2 separate regions of the Sus scrofa genome follow, and region 2 is linked to region 1. A link is a contact called in public HiChIP or PLAC-seq data. All regions are on one chromosome and are shown on one strand. Each heading gives the region's core, a stretch centred on a gene start, on an enhancer-like site or on the middle of the called end of the contact. The rest is flanking DNA. Distances are from core to core; before and after follow the strand shown.

Region 1 (5,250 bases), core at 2,024-4,523:
CAAACAAACAAAAACACAGGAAACAAAAAGCAAAATGCAGATGTTAAGCCTTAACTTATCAATCACTACACTAAATGCAAATGTTCTAAATACATCAGTCCTAAGACAAAGATTGGTAGAGTGGATAAAAAATACAAACCAACAATATGCTTACTAAAAGAAACTAACTTTAAATATAAGTAGGTTGAAAGTAAAAGGATAGAAAATTATATGCCTGGCAAACATTAATCAAAAGAAAGCAGGAGTGGCTATATTAATGTCAGCTAAAGTAAACCTCAGAGCAAAAAAAATTAGTAGAGAAAAGCAGGGAGATTACATAATGCTGAAAGCGTCAGTCCATCAAGAACACAAACCAATTTCAAACATGAATGCACCAAACAAGAGAACTATAATATGTGAAGCAAAAATTGATAAAACTAAAAGGAGAAATAGACAAATCCATTACTACAGTCAAGGGCCTTTAACTACCCATTCTCAATAACTGATAAAACAACTAGACAGTAAACCAGCAAGGAGAGAAGAACTCAATACCATTAACTAACAGGACCTAATCATATTCCAAAACTTTTCACCTGACACACATAACAGGAAACAATAAAAAAAAAAAAACCCCATCCAATATACAAAGAACCAGAACATTCACAATATGAATTAGAGAAGACAACAAAGTGACACCAAAACTAAGATTAACTCAGATACTGAATATCAAGCAGCAAACATAAAAATACTTCAACAATCAATTTCAAATTCTCTTGAAACAAGAATTATAAAGTTTAAAAATATAGTAGTATAAACCTCACTGGATGGGATCGACAGTAGACTGAACATGATGTAGGACAGAATTAGGAAACTTGAGAACAAATAAATAGAATTTACAGTCTGAACAACACAGAGAAAAGAGTCTGGAGGTGAAAAAAAAAGAGCCTAAAGGAATCATGTAACACTAACAAAAGATCCAATATTTGCATCATTGGAGTCCCAAAAAGAGAGGAGAAATGAAAGAGTATTTTAAGAAAAAAATGGCTAAAAACTCCCTAAATTTGGTGAAATAAACCCCAACAGATTTAAGAAGCTTAGTGAATACTAAATGAGTTAAACCCAAAGAATTAAGATACATCATAATTAAAACTTCTGAAAAATAAAGACAAAGAAAAAACTTTAAAGCAGCCAGAAAGAAATGAGACATAAAAGAACACCAATTTGAACAACAGACTGCCTATCAAAAACTCTGAAGGCTGGGAGGAAAGTGGAACAAGAGTTTTCAATCAGTAAGAAAAGAAGTGACAACCAGGAATTCTGTATGCAATAAAACTATCCTTGAGGAATAAATGAGAAATAAACACATTTCTAAAATGAAATTGGCTCAAAATTGGCTATAGGAAGGTCTTGAAATAGAAAGGAAACAAAACAAAACAAAAAAGAGAATCCTGGAACATCAAGAAGGAAGAACAGAAAGATCAAAAATATCAGTACATATAATAAATTATCTTTATCATCATGAGTTTTATAAACCCTATTTGATTATTTAAACAAAAAGTATAACACTATCTAATACTCAGCACATGACATTTAAATTGCAGGGGAGAGAAGGCAGATAAAGTAATCAAAATGAATAGATTTACACATTTCAGTCCACATAGTAAAATACTAACAATACACTATGGTGTATTGTCACTATGGTGATAAGTCCATATGTATACTGTAATACCCAAAGCAAAAACCACAGAAAAGACTCACACTAAAAAATACTTTAGAGATATCAAAAAAGCATTCATGGAAAAAGAAGGCAAGAGAAATAGGAATGAGAATCAGATGATTCTCACACTTAAACACTAATGGCACTCTTAAGCTCTGATGTATCAATAATTACTTTAAATGTAACATGTAAACCAAAGGATAGAGATTGACAGACCGAATAATGGAAAAACATGATCCAACAGAAACTCACTACAAATTCAACAACATAGAAAGGCTGAAAGATAGATTGCATAGGTTGAAAGCTAACACAATGCAAACAGTCCACAAAAAGCTAGAGCGGATAAATTAGTCTACTAGACTCCAGAGTCAAGAAAATTACCAGAGACCCAAAGAGACACAAGCCATATTGAAGTCATAGGGATCCTAAATGTATATATATATACCAAATGACTGAGCCTTAAAATACATGAAGCAAAAATAGATGCGAGCTTTGATGAAAACCTATTGTGAAACAGGTGGCATATTTTCAAATAATATCTCCTAAAATCACCCACCTGAGAATATTACTAATGCAATTACTCTTATATAGGTAATGTCAAGGAAGAAAGATTTCTGGAGAATCCACTTTTGGCCAAACACTACAAACGAACACCTATTAACTTCTCCTGTAATCTTCAAACAATCCTATAAGAAAAACTATTCTCCCCCATTTTACAGCAGAGGAAATTAGGGCTCATAGTTTAAGTTACCTAAGATCATTAGGGCTCATAGTTTAAGTTACCTAAGATCAAACAGCTAGTATGTAAATGAACTAAGATTCAATTAAACTCTGTAACTTTATTAAGATGTACTCCTTTTACTATATGTTACAGCCTCTCAGATAGCCCAAGCCAGAAATTATTCTAAAACTTGAATCCTGAAGCAACTACATATTGAAATCTATATACCCTTCTTTATGTACTAAAGGTTGACTGCTTCTTTAATCCCTCAGGAAAAAAATTTTAACTACTAAAAAAGGCATTATTTCTCCTTTTTATAAGTTTTCTTTTTGTAACTCTCTTATCACTTACACGTGTAGTATTCTTCCCTTTGGGTGAGAAATTAGAGCTAAAACCAACTAGGGTATGAGACTTGCATTTGAAACTAAAGGTGTGCACTTTTAAATTCCATTGCTTAACCAACTATGGTCACATTAAAGAGTTTAATCTTTCTGAACCTCTGTTTCCCATTCTTAAAAGCAAAAATTCTTGTCCACAAAAAGTACTTGGTACATATACGTTTAAGTAAAAAGTGTACCTAGTAAACAAACTGAAATGTCTTCACTCGCTCTTTACATTTGGGGAAGTGATTCCCTACAAGGTTTGCATTTCTAACGCTAACTTGGAAGTTGTATCTTCCAGCTTCAAATTTCCATGGTGACACAGTAAGTTTCAGAGACACAACTGCGTGATCCGAGCCGCGGGAATGCCCAGCGGTGCCTGTGTTACTGAGGGACCCGAGGCTGTTCCCTCTCTCCGCTGAGTACGGCGGCCAGGGCATCCGTGTCGGGGCAGCGCCTGGGCCCCTCTCGGAGACTGAATGGCCTCCCCGAGCTCAGGCGCGCCGGCGGGGTTCCGGGGGCGGCCCATCTGAGCACACCCCACCTGGGCACACCCCACCCGGGCCGGGGAGGGGCGCCGAGGCGGGAGGAGGGACAGCCCGGTCGTTACCTGCTGGGCCGCTCGGCCCCCGGCCCGGGCCCCGCTGCGCTGAAGTAGGCCGCGCGTTTGCGGTAGGCCGCCGCCGCCGCTGCGCTGCGCACCGGGTACAGAGGGATCTGGTCCGCCATATTCTGGCCGCCACCTTTCCGCCCCTCCCAGATCCCCCTCGGTTCGCAGCCTTTCCCCTCCCTCTCCCCTCAGCTTCAACCCGGCTGAGGCACAGCCCGCGCGCCCTGCCCCTCCACCATGCGTCGGGGCTTGATGGCGTCACCACGCGTCCGGGCCCGATGACGACAACGCCGGCGAAGGTGAGAGAAGTGTGGCAAAGGTTCCGAGGCCCCACCTCTGCGTGGCGGCGACCGATGACATCACCGCGCGGCGAGCGCGCTGTGCAGGGCGCGTGCGCGCATGCGCGGCGGGCTGACCATTCCAAAGCGGAGCTGGGTGGGGCTGCTGAGCAACTCTGGAGCTTGGGAGGTCGCGCAGGTTGGGTTCGTCCCTGGCCGGAGTTCCTCCCTGACACCGGATCGAGGCCACCGAGCGCCTTGCCGCGCACGCCCGGGACCCCAGCTCACGGGAGCATGGCCCACCTCAGCGCAGTGCGTAATCTCGGCGTCCTGCCGGGCCGACCCGACCCCACCTCCCTGCTTGGTCCAGTGGCGCCCGTGCGCACCCGGTCCCTGCAGGTCCCCCTCGGGTAAATAAAGACTGGTGACTAGTTCCTGTTTCCATAGTAGCGTGAAGGTCTGGAGTGTCCAGCACGTGTCGGTGGGAAGGTTGTGTTTGAGGAAACTCTGGAATTCCGATCTCTTCGCTCGATAGGCTGAAGCTAGCCTCCCTCCCCCGTCTTCCCTGCGGCTCCCAGCCAGGAACTGCCTGAGAAAGCCCCGACCGCGGTACTCTGGTGGTGCGTGTTCTGTAGCTGCGCAGCCTCTCTTAGCGCCGCACGAGTGCCTTTCTACTGGTGGCCCCCGCTTTCCCTGAAGCCTCTAACCTTACCCTGGAGAATCAAGTATAGGAATACTTGAAAAAAAATTCCCTGTATGTATTATTTCCTAAGATTTCATTATTCCCATAAATTGCTTGCAATGAATGGTCTAACAGTTTACGTCCTCAGAGTCCTGAATTTTGCAATTAAGTTATTAGGTTATATTTACGTTTGTTATTAATTTATAGTTTAGGAATCTGGTCTGAACCTCAGCTTTTTAAATTTGAGGTTTTCCTCCTGGCCAAATACGTGGTCATACTTCCAAACCATGTATTAAGTGAATAGGTTTTATTTTCCAAGATCCAAAATGCTCAGGGTGCAGCAGTGAAGTCTTCGCTCTGCCCACTCCCAGGAGGTGGGCATTTTGGTAACAGCTGCCTGGGAACCGGCAAGGAGGTGTGGTCAGTCTTGAGAGGCTGCTGCCCTCCCCACCCCCCGCGGTCCAGTCACTTCTCAGGAGGATGCTGGCTCCAGAAGTGCCCCAGCAGCCCCCAGTTCTGCAGAACACAGAATACCCGACAGCACTCCTCTTTTGAAATGGCCCCATACTGCTCACTTGCCCAATCAGCCAAAGGAGGGCCGTCAAAATTACCTGAAGACCCTGCAGGACATCTCCCCCACCCCCAAAACCATCTTGATGGACACTCAGTGTCTCCTCCTTTTACTCTCAGAAATGCTGTCCTTTCTAACACCCTTGATCACTTGCTGAAAGGAGTGGCAGCAGATGGATCCCTGGCTACAAAGTTGTAACAGTCTTCATTAATTTTGTCTCAGACTTACTTTTGTCTTTGACAGTTTGGGTTGTTTATTTCAGTGACCACACTACTTATTTCAAAGATTTCTCATCCATTCTTTCTTTTATCC
Region 2 (5,250 bases), core at 1,975-4,474, 52 kb after region 1:
AGCGGAAGGGCTGGTCTGTCATTCGAAGTTTTAATTAATTTTTCTTCGAACAAAAATATTCAGCTGGCTCAAAGGATTTCATGATTGGTGGCCTACATTTAATTAACTGAATCCTAAGGCTGCATCCCATTTACTTCTAACTTTTCAGAAACAGGAATGAAATCCTTTGCAATTTTAAAAGATAGTACCTATTGGGAATGTGAGCACAGTTTCAGTCATCCTTAAAAGAAATGTTTACAACAAGATAACTTTAGAACTTAACGTAAATCACTATTACTTTTTCTCATTCTACATACACCATCATATTTCATTCCTGCAATAAGGTCTGCAGAGCACTGAAGCTTTTTTGGATAGCTATCTTTTCACTGCTTGCCTAAAAACTCAACACTAGAAATTAATAGTTGTATTTCTTTTTTAAGAAATTAAGTTCTTTCTACTGTAAGTTAATGTGATTGCGCATCTCTGCCCCCCCATTATACTAAAAATTTTGCAGAGAAAATTTCTTTTTAGTAGCATTACCAAGAGCTTTCCATTTTATTGCATCTACTCCTTTAATTAATGTGTAACACCCAAAGTGATACAAAGGAATTATTTACTCCATTTGTAAAATACTGCAAATGAACTTAGCTCACTTATAACTTCCCCGTGGTCTGTTTATCTCCATTGCATTTAATCAAATATAATTTTGAGAGTATCTGATTCATGCTGGAGTTAATTTAGTTTTCACAACCATTTTTCTTTAATAAAAAAACATTTTATTTAGTTATCCTTCTAATGATGATCAGGAGGACAGAGTAATATATACATGAGCATTCCTTAAGTGAACAGAGAACAGAGTATCTTTTATGCTCCATGAACAATCAGCTTCAGAATAATTAAATCAGAACTATTTTTTAAATAGTTTGCCAGAACTATCCTTAAAACAATCGCGGGAACACAACTACTGGACTAAGGCTCAGCCCCAGACAGGCTATTTTTGGCCTGTTGCAAAATATGATCAGGAACTGTGGCAATGTCTTGATTACAACTCTGGATGGTTGTGAAAAACAGCCTGGACAAAAACTTTAATCCCACGGTGGGTTAAAAAAAACAACAATAACAACAAAACAAAACAAACAAAACACACACACACAAACCTGAATATGTTTCACCTCCAAATAAATTCAGTAACAAGGGGAATTCAAAAGAGAACTTGTGAATAATTTACTCCATCTTAGGTTTTCAAATATGAGCTCTATATCCCCCCCATGCTTACACTACGAGGCTTCACCGAGCTCACATTTCTGAAGTGAAATTAAAAATGAATAGCAGTGCCTCAGCTTGTTAATTGTTAAATACAAGGGGTTTTACTCTATTAATTAAAATATGCTTTAATAAAAGGAGACATTGCACATTTTGATAACGACCCTACAAAGCTGAGAAGTATTTACATTGTTGCATTTTGGGGCGGCTGTGAAAGCCGATTTTAAGCTATTCAGGAGCCACAATAATAAAGCTTTAAAATTCCTCACTGGGATGCAATGTAGTTCTTTTGAAGGAAAGACTGTCTTTCTCATTCGGCAGAAATAAATCCATTCATTTGATCATGTAGTCATTGAGGGCAATACAAAACAAACCAAGTGTGAGAAATTCTATGTGATGAAGTAAACAAAACAAAAAAAAATCCATTTCCATGACAAAAAGATTCTTTGTCCTTAATCTACCCACCATATGCAAGCGTTTCTTTTTAGCATATCTCCCGTTCTAATCTTGGGTGACCAGGCTACCCAGATAAGGCTGCCTTACCTCCGCCGCGACAAAAAGACCGAGTTCACTAATTTTATTTAATTCATTAATTCCCAACCGCGTAAGAAGGATTTCCACCCTTTCTCCACTCCGACGTGGACCTAGACCTGCTTTTTCAAACTTTACAAGTCTCAGGAAAACTCTTCAACTCCTTTCATTTTTTTGGCAGTGTAATTCTCAAAGCAAAAAGATGCGTTTTTGCTCTAAGCCACTTACAATAGGTCAATCAAAAAAGTTGGGTGGCCTATTTTTAAAGGACCAAACTACTTGATGCCCAGGCTCCGGTGCAGCCGAGGGTCGCCAGCGGCAGCCCCTCCCGCACCCCGTGGACTCGCGGGGGCGCGGGAGGCCGGGGCCCTAAACTTTGCAGGGATGGGGCGCAGCCGCGGCCGCCGGCTCCTCGCCAGGCTCTAACTTCTGCAGCGCCTACCTTCCTTTCTGGATGGGGAGGAAGTTCCTACCAGCCGACCGGAGGCAAGGGTGTCTGCGGCGCATCCAAAAGAACAGGAAAGGCCCCGGAAAAGCAAGAGGCATCAGAAACGTGCTGGGGTCCTGCCGCGTGCGAGGACATCCCCCACCCCCCCGCAACGTTGCAGCGCAGCTTACCCCAGGGTTAATTCCCAAGGCGGCCATTAGGAAAGGCCAGGCGACAGCGACTTCCTACTCGCTTCGGAATGGGATCATTGGTTTGTCAGCGCGCCCGGACCTCCCCAGCTTTGCGGCCCTCGGGACACACGAGGCGCCGCTGGCCGGCCGGGGTGGGGGTGGGGGGCAGTTGGGGTCAGGGCGGCGGACTCGTTCCTAGCGCTCAGCGCCGGGGGCGCCGAACAAAGCTGCCCGGGCAGCGGCCTCCCCGGCCCGCGTCCAGCGGTAGGTGAGCCCCGTATGCATCCCCAACGCCGCGCCTGCCTGGGGGGCGCCGCAGTAGCCGAGGCCGACCCCAGAGACCAGGCGCTGGGAGCCTAGGGGTCGGCGCGGAGGCGGCGGAGCGGACCCCTCCCGCCCCCCGCCCAGCTCCGCGCGCCGGCCTCCACCGGTCAGCGCGGGCTCCGAGCGGTCCCCGAGCCGTGGCGCCTTGGCGCGCAGCTCAACTCCAGGCAGCGGAGTCAAGTTTACTTCGCCCGCAACTCCCGCGCCGCGCGCTCCAGCGGAGGACCGGGTGCCCAGGCTGAGCGCCTCCCGGCAGACACTGGCTCGCGGGAGCCGGGAACTTTCTCCGTCCGCGGCGCCCGCCCCGCGCGCACTTCCCCCAGATCCCCGGCCACCCCGCGGTCCGCGGCCCCTCACCGTGCTCGGGAGCCCCGTCCGGCGGCGGCAGCTCCTCGTCCGACTTGAGGTGCTGGGGCTTGGCCTGCTTGCGCCGAGACATGCTGCTAGCGGCGCGCCGGCCCCGCGCGGGGCAGCGGCATCAGCGGGGCGGCCGGCGGGGACCGTGCGGGGCGGCCGGGCGGGCGCGGGGCGCGGGGCGCGGGCGGCGGCGGCGGCGGCTGCGCGGGCCGCGCATGGGGCTGAGCAATTAGGCTGGTGAATAATGCATGGCCATTAGCCGAGGGCCGCGCCGATTGGCCGGCCTCCAGCGGACTCGGGCGGCCTATGCAAATGAGGCCGCGCTCGCAATTAGCGGCCGCGCGGCGAGGAGGGGCCGGCGCCTGCGGGACCGGGGCGCGCGGCCGGCGCCGCTTCACATCGCGGGCTCTGCGCTCTCCCGTGCCCGGTGCGGCCGGGCGGGCCGGGAGCGGCGCGGGCCGCGGTGGCCACCCAGCCCCGGGCACAGGCAGCAAACTTTGGCGGCGTCCGTGCGGCGCCTCTCCGCCGGCGCGCCGGGCTCGCGCCTTTATAAGTGTCTGCGCCGCCGCCCGCGCCCCGCGCCGCTCCCCCCCCGCCGCCGCTCGGCGCCCCTCCCGGAGCGGGCGGCCGCGGGCAGGGCTCAGGCCGGCGCCTTTGTCTCGCCGGGCCGCTCAGGCGCCGAGCCGCCTGTGCTCCGGGTGCCGAGGGCCGGCCGGCCGCCCTCGCCCCTCTGCAGCGGTTCTCGGCGCGCCGGCCCCGCTCAGGCTCAGGTGTCCCCTCTCGCCGGACCTTCTCTCACGGCTCGTGTCCCCTCCGCGGGCTCCCCCGGCGGCCGGCCCAGCTCGGAGGCTCGAGGCCGGAGCGGAGAGGAGTGCGCACGCCGGGGTGGCGGGACTTCGGCAAGACCAACTTTCCGGTTCGGAAGCGGCGCGGGCCGCGCGGCTCCTCCCCTCCCCTGTTCCCCCTCCCCTCCGCTCACCCCCCTGTCTCCCCGCCCCCCCGGGCCCCTCCGACGCCGGAGCGCCCGCCCCTCCCGCCGCCGCCGCCACCGGGGCCGCCTCGGCCCTTCGCGCGCCCGCCGTGCCTCCCCCCTACCAGCGGCTTCTTAAATCCAGGGGAAGGGAGGGGACGACGGGGCCCCAGTGTCCCCCCCCCAATTCCCTTCCCCGTTGGATGCAGGTCCGCGTCGCTCGTGGAGTGGGCAGGCGCAGAGGGGGGCCCGAGGCCTCTAGACTGAAAGTTCCAAGTCCATAAAAGTCCTGCGTGCGGCCCGCTGCGTTCTAGGACTTTTCGGGGGTGATGTGAGGGGGGGCAGGTGAGGGGTCGAGACGTTTGGACCGGCCCCGCATCCCCAGGCGCCTGGCGCTGCGCGCTCCCGGCAATGCACCCAACCCTCGCGGGTTGTCAGGCACGCGCCCTCGCCCCCGCGCGCGCACCCCCAGCAGCAGCTGTGCACACGCGACCTCGCCCACGCCCGCGCGCTCACTCCCGCGCGTGTCTTCCTTCGCGAGCCGTTGCCGGGATGTGCTTCAGGCCCCGTCGCCGCCGAGCCTTCGCCTGTTCCCCCCCGCCCCAGTATGGTTTTTTTTTTTCATTTTCTAAATTTATTATTTTTGTTCTCACAAGTGGCCCTGTCTGGTACGAAGCTTTGGCACAGATGGCCTGCCGGCACGCTTCCCTCAGGGTCGTGCGCCGGCGGGGAACGGGAGGCGACCAGACAGCCCGGGGCACTTGAAGGGCTGCGATCTCCTTGCGTGGCTGGGACCGGGGCTCTGACTAGTGGGGACCCCCGACCCGGATGGACCCGGCCCTGCTCCGTTGGCCCGGCTATCCGCCGGCTGCTTTTCCGTTCTAGAATCTTCCCGCTTCCCAGCCCAGGTTCTCCCGAGCGCCTTTAATTGTGTAAGTTTCACGGAGCAACAGCTTTGGGCTCCAGGAAAAGCGCAGGACCATCAAGACAGAGGAAGGAAGCGCACAGGTTAGGGTGATCTCCAAAGAGACCCCGCAGCCACCTTTGTCACCTCCCTCCCACCCCACATCCCTTAGGGCTGGTTTTGTTTTGCTCTTTGGTGGCAGGCATATTCATTTAGGTAATTTTGTTTCTGAAAAGGAAAAATAACAAATGAAAGATGTTCGAAATCTAGAGTTATCCCCGCCAGCCCCCCGCGCCCCCCCCGT

What was found. HiChIP or PLAC-seq counts read pairs in DNA pulled down with a chosen protein or histone mark.
Region 2: an H3K27ac HiChIP or PLAC-seq map of alveolar macrophages shows a contact between it and region 1. The contact joins the promoter of SALL3 here to the enhancer-like site in region 1. A contact is called at or near these places in 3 of 5 promoter capture datasets (fetal liver and liver), 35 of 47 Hi-C or Micro-C datasets (adipocytes, adipose tissue, alveolar macrophages and 19 more) and 1 of 2 datasets of contacts at active chromatin or transcription factors (alveolar macrophages).

What each region holds. Positions count from the first base shown.
Region 1 is chr1:146,218,093-146,223,342 of Sscrofa11.1, forward strand. ATP9B (probable phospholipid-transporting ATPase IIB) reads right to left here. Exons shown (of 30, transcript XM_013985712.2): 1 at 3,408-5,250. The coding sequence starts at 3,526. Among named protein-coding and RNA genes, the nearest start is that of ATP9B, 8.1 kb to the right of the region's middle. Within about 2 kb of position 3,274, at least 81 of the 83 cell types and tissues checked have an H3K27ac peak or open chromatin away from gene starts, as enhancers often do. A contact at or near this core is called in adipose tissue, alveolar macrophages, differentiating spermatogonia and 12 more, where this site is marked.
Region 2 is chr1:146,270,554-146,275,803 of Sscrofa11.1, forward strand. It overlaps SALL3 (sal-like protein 3), which reads right to left and starts at 3,225. Exons shown (of 4, transcript XM_021099018.1): 1 at 3,073-3,225. The coding sequence starts at 3,154.